2 separate regions of the Sus scrofa genome follow, and region 1 is linked to region 2. A link is a contact called in public promoter capture Hi-C data. All regions are on one chromosome and are shown on one strand. The core of a region is the stretch at or near the end of the contact, and the rest is flanking DNA. Distances in the headings are between cores, read along the strand shown. Region 1 holds the start of FBXL12 (F-box/LRR-repeat protein 12). Region 2 holds the start of C2H19orf43.

Region 1 (3,343 bases), core at 24-2,523, 2.4 Mb before region 2:
GAGGCATATGGAGTTTCCCAGGCTAGGGGTCGAATCGGAGCTGTAGCCACCGGCCTACGCCAGAGCCACAGCAACGCGGGATCCAAGCCTCGTCTGCAACCTACACCACAGCTCATGCAATGCCGGATCCTTAAACCAATGAGCAAGGGCAGGGACCGAACCCGCAACCTCATGGTTCCTAGTCGGATTTGTTAACCACTGCGCCACGACGGGAACTCCTTTGTTTTTTTTTTTTTTTTTTTTTTTTTTTTTTTTTTTTTTTACCTCGTTCTTTCTGACAATTTGAGATCCTAGAAGTGGGATGCTTGGTCTGACAGGGGCTACAATCTTATGTTGCCAAACTGTCTTCAAAGATTTTGCATCAATTCTGCCCCAACTGCTGTGGTTGAGAAAGTCTGTTTCCTCATATCAGAGCCAGTGTGGGTATTTTTTGGCTTCCTCATCTTTCTTAATCTGATAAGTGAATTCCATAGTGTTTTACTTTGAATTTATTTATGGATAAGTGTAAGCATACAGATTATTTAAGTTTTATTCAGGTACAGTTGGTATACCAAATTGCACACATTTAGCATGTACATCTTAATGAGTTTGCATTTCTTTTTGAAACAGTTTTCAGCATCTCCAATTTCTTGTGTGTATTAAAAACATTTATTGCCATTTGTTGAGTGTGATTTGGCAAAAGCTACTCAGAATTAAACTCCTCATGTCCTTTGACCCATAAGCACAGCTCCTGTTTATTTATCCTATAGAAATAAAAACATAGGAAGTATATTATATATATGTGTGTACATAAACCTGCATACGTATATACATACATACATATGTAACAGAATGCTTAGCTCCAATATTGTTTATGGTAATAGGTCTGGAAGCAACCGGAATACTCATCAATACGGGAATGCTTGAGTAAATTTCACTGCCTTTATGAATTGCAACTTATAAAAATGAGTGCTGTTTACGAGAAGGAAGTCAGTTCAGGTTCTGAGGAGAATCATTTGACACCATCAATAAAAACGAAAAATTCAACACTCCTTTTAACAAGCTATTTATAAACAAAACAAAAGCTATTTCACTCTTGCAAATTTACCCTCATGTACATGCATCACAAAGCTCTAAAGCTGAGACCTCTCTCTGCGGAGTCCTCTGCTCTCGGCTCTGCCCTCAATCCCGCCTTCAGGGCTTGTCACCGCCCCAGCCCCGCCTTCTGGGTTCGGCCCTCGTCCCGGCCTCGCCCCCAGAGTAAGGTTTCCCCCCCCTTAACCCCGCCCTTGGTTTGCGTCACCGCCTCAGCCCCGCCTTCCCGGCTTAGTCCCAGTTCTCAGCTGCATTTTTGGTTCGGCGTTCAGATCCTGTGCTGCTCTGGCTCCAGTGCCCAGCCACGTCCCCGCAAGAGGAAAGCTGAATCTCTGCTGGCTACCTGAAGCCGCGACCACCTCCGTGCCAGCACCCTCACTTCCCCCACCTCCTTGGTCGCCCTCAGAACGAGTCCCCGAGTCCCTCTGGACGGAAACGGAAATGCGTGTCGGCGGGATGATGGCGACTTTTGCCGACTTGCCGGACTCTGTCCTGTTGGAGATCTTCTCTTACCTCCCGGTCCGGGACCGGATCCGCATCTCCAGGTGCGGCCCCGCCCCGCGGGAGGGAGGGGCCGGGCGGGGGGCATGCTAGGAGGTGCAGACCTGGACCCCGCGGGGCCGTGGTCGTTCTAACGGCGGGTCCCCTCCCCCAGGGTCTGTCACCGCTGGAAGAGGCTGGTGGACGACCGGTGGCTGTGGCGACATGTCGACCTGACGCTCTACACGGTATGCGGGGCTGGCCGGGAAGGCCTGGGCCTCGGTAGGTTTAGCCTGACCTCAAGGACCACGCCTCCAACCCTTGTTTCGAGCGAGGCTCTCCCAGGTGCTCCCGGCTGCGCCGCCTGCTTGCTCAGCTGTGACCTCTGGGCCTCAATTTCTCCATCTCCAAAATAATGGGTATAACCAAGATCGTTTGGGGAAAGGGCTTATTGATGAGTTTTCACGGAAAAGTAATTTTTTGTAGTCAACTTATTTCCAGAAGTAATCTCCTGAAGAGTGCAATCACACCATTTCCACTTTCTTCCGTTGTTTTTTTTTGTTTGTTTGTTTGTTTGTTTTTTTTTGCCTTTTTGTCGTTTTGCCTTTTCTAGAGCCGCTCCTGCGGCACATGGAGGTTCTCAGGCTAGGGGTCCAACCGGAGCCGTAGCCTCCCGCCCACTCCAGAGCCACAGCAACGCCGGATCCGAGCCGCATCTGCGACCTACACCACGGCTCAGGGCAATGCTGGATCCCCAACCCACTGAGCAAGACCAGGGATTGAACCTGCAACCTCATGGTTCCTAGTCGGATTGTCAACCACTGAGCCACGACGGGAACTCCTGCATTTTATTTTTCTTTTTATTATGAACTATTTTAAATACAAATGGAAATGCATAGGGGATAATATCTGAAACCATGTACTCACCATCTAGATTTAACCTTTATTAACCTTTGCTTTATTTGCTGCAGATCTTGAGAAACATAAATGTTTATGTATACATATATACATACAACATTTACAGGTTATTTGTTGCACTTTTTGAAACCCTCCACTATTTTTTTTCTTTATTGGTGGTGTGCGGAAGTTCCCGGACCGTGGATGGAACCTGTACCCCACAGGAGCCACACAAACAACTACAGTGACAATGTTGGATCCTTAACTGCTGAGTCACAAGGGAATTCCATTTCTAGAGTTTAGATAACCCTATTCTATTTAGATAATGAAATGCTATTTTACCCCTAACCAGCTTTTCTTTTGTTTTTTTTATGGCTGCACCTGCAGCATATGGAAAATCCAGTCAGAGCTGCAGTTGCCGGCCTAAGCCACAGCCACTGCAACTTGGGATCTGAGATGCATTTAGCTCATGGCAACAGATGGATCTTTAACCCACTGAGTGAGGCCAGGGATCCTACTCTCATCCTCATAGATACCAGTTGGGTTTGTTTCTGCTGAGCCACAATGGGAACTACCCCCAACCAGCTTTATTCACACATTGCTTTTGAGATAACTGGGACTTGTAAATCTAATTCATTCCTTTTAACCACGCTTAAATGAATATACCACAATTTGTTTATCGACTTTGCTGTTGACAGATGGTTAGATTATTTCCTATTACAAACAGCTTTTTTTTTTTTTTTTTTGCTTTTTAGGGCCCCACTGGTGGCATATGGAAATTCCCAGGTTAGGGGTCGAATCAGAGCTGCAGCTGCCACCCTACCCCACAGCAACAGCAACATGTGATCCGAGCTGAGTCTGTGACCTACACCGCAACTCACAGCAATGCCGG
Region 2 (3,460 bases), core at 792-3,291:
GGGCCCATGATGCCCAGGTAGTCCTGGGCCCCGGGGCTGCCCTTCCGGGGAGCAAGAATCCCCTTATCAGTGGGGACTAGCTTTGGCCTCATTCACCCCTAGTAGGATTCACACAGGCAGTAACAGCCCCCTTTATTGAGCACTTACTCTATGCTAAGCCCTGTGCCAGGTGCCTTGGAAGTATCGTCACAGTCACCTTACATTGTAGATTACACCATCCCCACTGTACAGATGGGGAAACATCTTTGAGGAGACGCCTGTACCCTGGATCATGCTGACGGCAAACAATGGAGCTGGATTCAGGGTCAGGTGGGTCTAAGCCACTGAGTAGAATTCCTAACCACCAAGTGACACCATTCCCTTACATCTAACCTGGCCTGCCCTCTTTGAGGGTGCTCCCACAATGGCTCCTTGATGAACAAATGAAACTGCTACTCCTACTCACAGAGGTGCACTTGGCCCCCACCCCCCAGGTCCTGCCACTTCCCCTCCCTCAAGCATAAGTCTTGCTCTGAACTTTCCTCCTGGTCCTCTATTTTCTCCCTCAGACTGAGGGTTTCTCATGCCACAGGAGCTCCAAAAGGCTTTACAGAGATCCCATCTCCACCCCTCAACCAGGTATGAAGTGACCTGCACTGCCAGGACTATTCTCACACTCATTTTTGACAGATGAATAAATGTGACCCCCACCCCCATCCAGTATTCTCAAGTCCACACTGTGTTCTCCACACCACAGGAACTTGCTCTCAACACCAGAGACAAAGAAAGCTCAGAGCTGACTATCAATAGAGGTGCCATTTCTTTAGTCTAGAGCTTCTCAATCTCATCTAATGACATCCTGAACTGGATCATCTTTGTTGAGGTGGAAGGAGGGAAAGGTTGTTCTGCGCACTGTAGCATGTTGAGCAGCATCATGCCTGTCCTCTACTTATGTTAGTATCACTCCCTCCCCCAGTTCTGACAACCAAAAATGTCTCCAGACTGCCAAATGTGGGGATGGGGTGGGGGGAATTGCCCCCAATTGAGAACCACTGGTTTAGCTCTTCCTATAAGACAGAACCAGTGCTAATCACACCAGAAGATGGGATGATGTCCATTTTTGCAAGCAGGGAAAATGAGATTAAGCCAGTTCTGACGCTCCAGGAAAGCAGCGATAACCTGTAGTGTTCAACAAGGCCTATCCATCACCTAGCACGGTGCCCAGCACAAGGTAAGGTGCTCAATAGACAGTGGAGGAATGAGACTCGGGAAAGACACGAAAATCTCCTAGGGTCACACAGTAAGTAGTCTGAGTCTCTCATCCACACAATTCAGACTCCAGACTTGACTATATCCCCCACTCCCATAGTGGGAGATGGTCCCAGTATCCAAAGTTCGGGTACCACTCAAACAGTGGTATTCAGGTTTCCCCATCCCCGGAGCGCTGTTTCCAATGGAATTTCTCCCAGTTCTTGCGGGCAGGCTCCAGGGGTCCCCACCTCCGCCCCCAGGCCTCTCTCGTCCAGGTTCCGAATCCCCAGCACTTTATCCAGAGAGTAGGGTGGACCCGATACCCTTTCTCGGGCCCAATTCCCCCGACCGAGGAAGGCCCTGGCGCCCGCCCCCACCCCCGCGGCTCCTTACGAAGCTGAGCGTGGGGCCCGGGCCGCCCTTCCTCTTCGGATCCCCGGGACCCGCGGCGGCGGCGGTGGCCGGCTGGTCGGGTCGCTGCGGGCCCGGGGGCGGCTCCTCCTGCCGCTGCCGCTGCTCCTCCTCCATCTTCCGCTTGAACAGCTCCAGGAAGCTGCCGTCGTTGGCGAACAAGTTCACGCCGCCCGTCACAGGGCTCGAACTAGCGCCCGACACTTCATCATCCCCGCTCTCGGGCGACGTCCCGGGCCCCGACTCAGCCCATCGGCTCCCGCCGCCGCCACCGCCCGCGGGGCCCGGCGCCTCCCGGCCCGGAGGCTCCGCCCGTCTCCCTCGGGCAGCCATTTTGTCGCCAGGTGCCGCGCAAAGGACTCCGGGAAGGCCGCTCCGACCCCGCGCTTGGCGCCCGACTTGCCTCGTCCCGAGCAATGCATGCTGGGAAGACCCGTCTAGTCCTCTAGCGTCCGCAGTGGGGGCGGGGCACGCGGGGCGGGGCGAAAGAGGAGTAAAGCTTGAAGCCGCGCACCAGCAGACAGATACATCGCCCTGCCTAGCGGATTATAGTAACCCAACTAAACTTCCGCGAGCGTTACGCAGACATGGTCTCCCCCGAAATAAGGCTATCGTCTAAGCCTACGGCGATAGCTGGCTCTCGGAGTGAGGTTCCCGCCTGGGACTTGGGGGCATATTCGCTTTTCTGGCACCAGAGAAAATCTCAACGTGGGGAAGGACTTCATCTGAGGCTGTGTGTTCAGCTGAATCTTCGGAACCTGGGTCCCTAACTAGATCTCGGGGGTACATCTAGTCTGGGCCCCCAGAATAGAAATGGAGGCGTCTCTGGGTTGGGTACCTGTCTTCTGAAATGGAGCTTTCATTTGGGAATAGAGACACCGCTTGCTCGAAGGAACTGGGGTCCTCATCTGAAAGTCAGGGTATTATTGTATGCGCTAGAGTACTTAGGTGAAGCCGCGGATATTTCTAGACTGCAGTCCCTATCTAAGGTAGAGTGTCCTCCAACGGCCTGGAACCGAGCATGTATTCCTGGGGCAGAGGTTCAAAAAGATAATTGGCTGAACTGCAGACTCCCCTCGAATAGGGAGCAAAGTGGAAGGAGGTTTTCGAGAACAGACCCCTTCTACGACAAAGAGCGAGGTTGCAAATGTTGGCCCTGCCCTGCGTGGGGCTCAGGGCTCAATGGACAAGGATCTGTGGCTTTCGCCCATAACTGGAGTTGTTCTGCCTCTAACCACTGGCACCCCGAGGACCTATCTCAAGATAGCTAATCGGTTCGTCTATGATTGGTTCGCGTCAGGAGCTCAATGGCTCCCAGCCAGTTGCCAGTTAGGTAACAGAAGAGACAGACCTGAGGCGGTGTTGGGACCAGATTTGGAAAATAGGGGGAAATGATCGACATGAAGTTGAGCCTATGGAGTCAGGTAGGAATGGACCTCGGATCAAACTTCTTGGAAAGGGCATGGACCGTGTGTTTGGCTGGTTGCTAAGGGGAGGTCGGCCGCTACAGGGACGTGAGAGTGATTGGTGAAAATAAGAAAAGATGAAGCCAATGGAAGGAGTGTGGCAAGACGTAGGGCCCAATCAGTGAAGGGGAGTGACCTGGAAGGTACCAATATGTTAATTAGGCAGGGGGAGTCTTTGAAAAAATATAGACAAGAGGTTGACAAGGTGAACCTTGGAAGGGGATAATATGGAAATATAGCTTCTATTATCACCTAAAAGTCAGATCATGAGAAAATTAATTCACGCTTCTAGCCGTGACGGGATATGATAGGAAATTTCCCCTGTAGGTGCTTTGCATAGTTCGCTCCGCTTG

What was found. Promoter capture Hi-C pulls out the DNA fragments that hold promoters and counts their contacts.
Region 1: a contact with region 2 is called in a promoter capture Hi-C map of fetal liver, with 4 times the contacts expected there. The contact joins the promoter of FBXL12 here to the promoter of C2H19orf43 in region 2. A contact is called at or near these places in 2 of 5 promoter capture datasets (fetal liver and liver) and 1 of 47 Hi-C or Micro-C datasets (skeletal muscle).

The regions. Positions count from the first base shown.
Region 1 is chr2:68,699,847-68,703,189 of Sscrofa11.1, reverse strand. It overlaps FBXL12 (F-box/LRR-repeat protein 12), which reads left to right and starts at 1,273. Exons shown (of 3, transcript XM_013987420.1): 1 at 1,273-1,619; 2 at 1,730-1,836. It also overlaps a transcript of UBL5 not described here.
Region 2 is chr2:66,260,967-66,264,426 of Sscrofa11.1, reverse strand. C2H19orf43 reads right to left here and starts at 2,041. Exons shown (of 3, transcript XM_003123323.4): 1 at 1,624-2,041. The coding sequence starts at 1,974. It overlaps ASNA1 (ATPase ASNA1), which reads left to right and starts at 3,292. Exons shown (of 7, transcript XM_003123324.4): 1 at 3,292-3,460.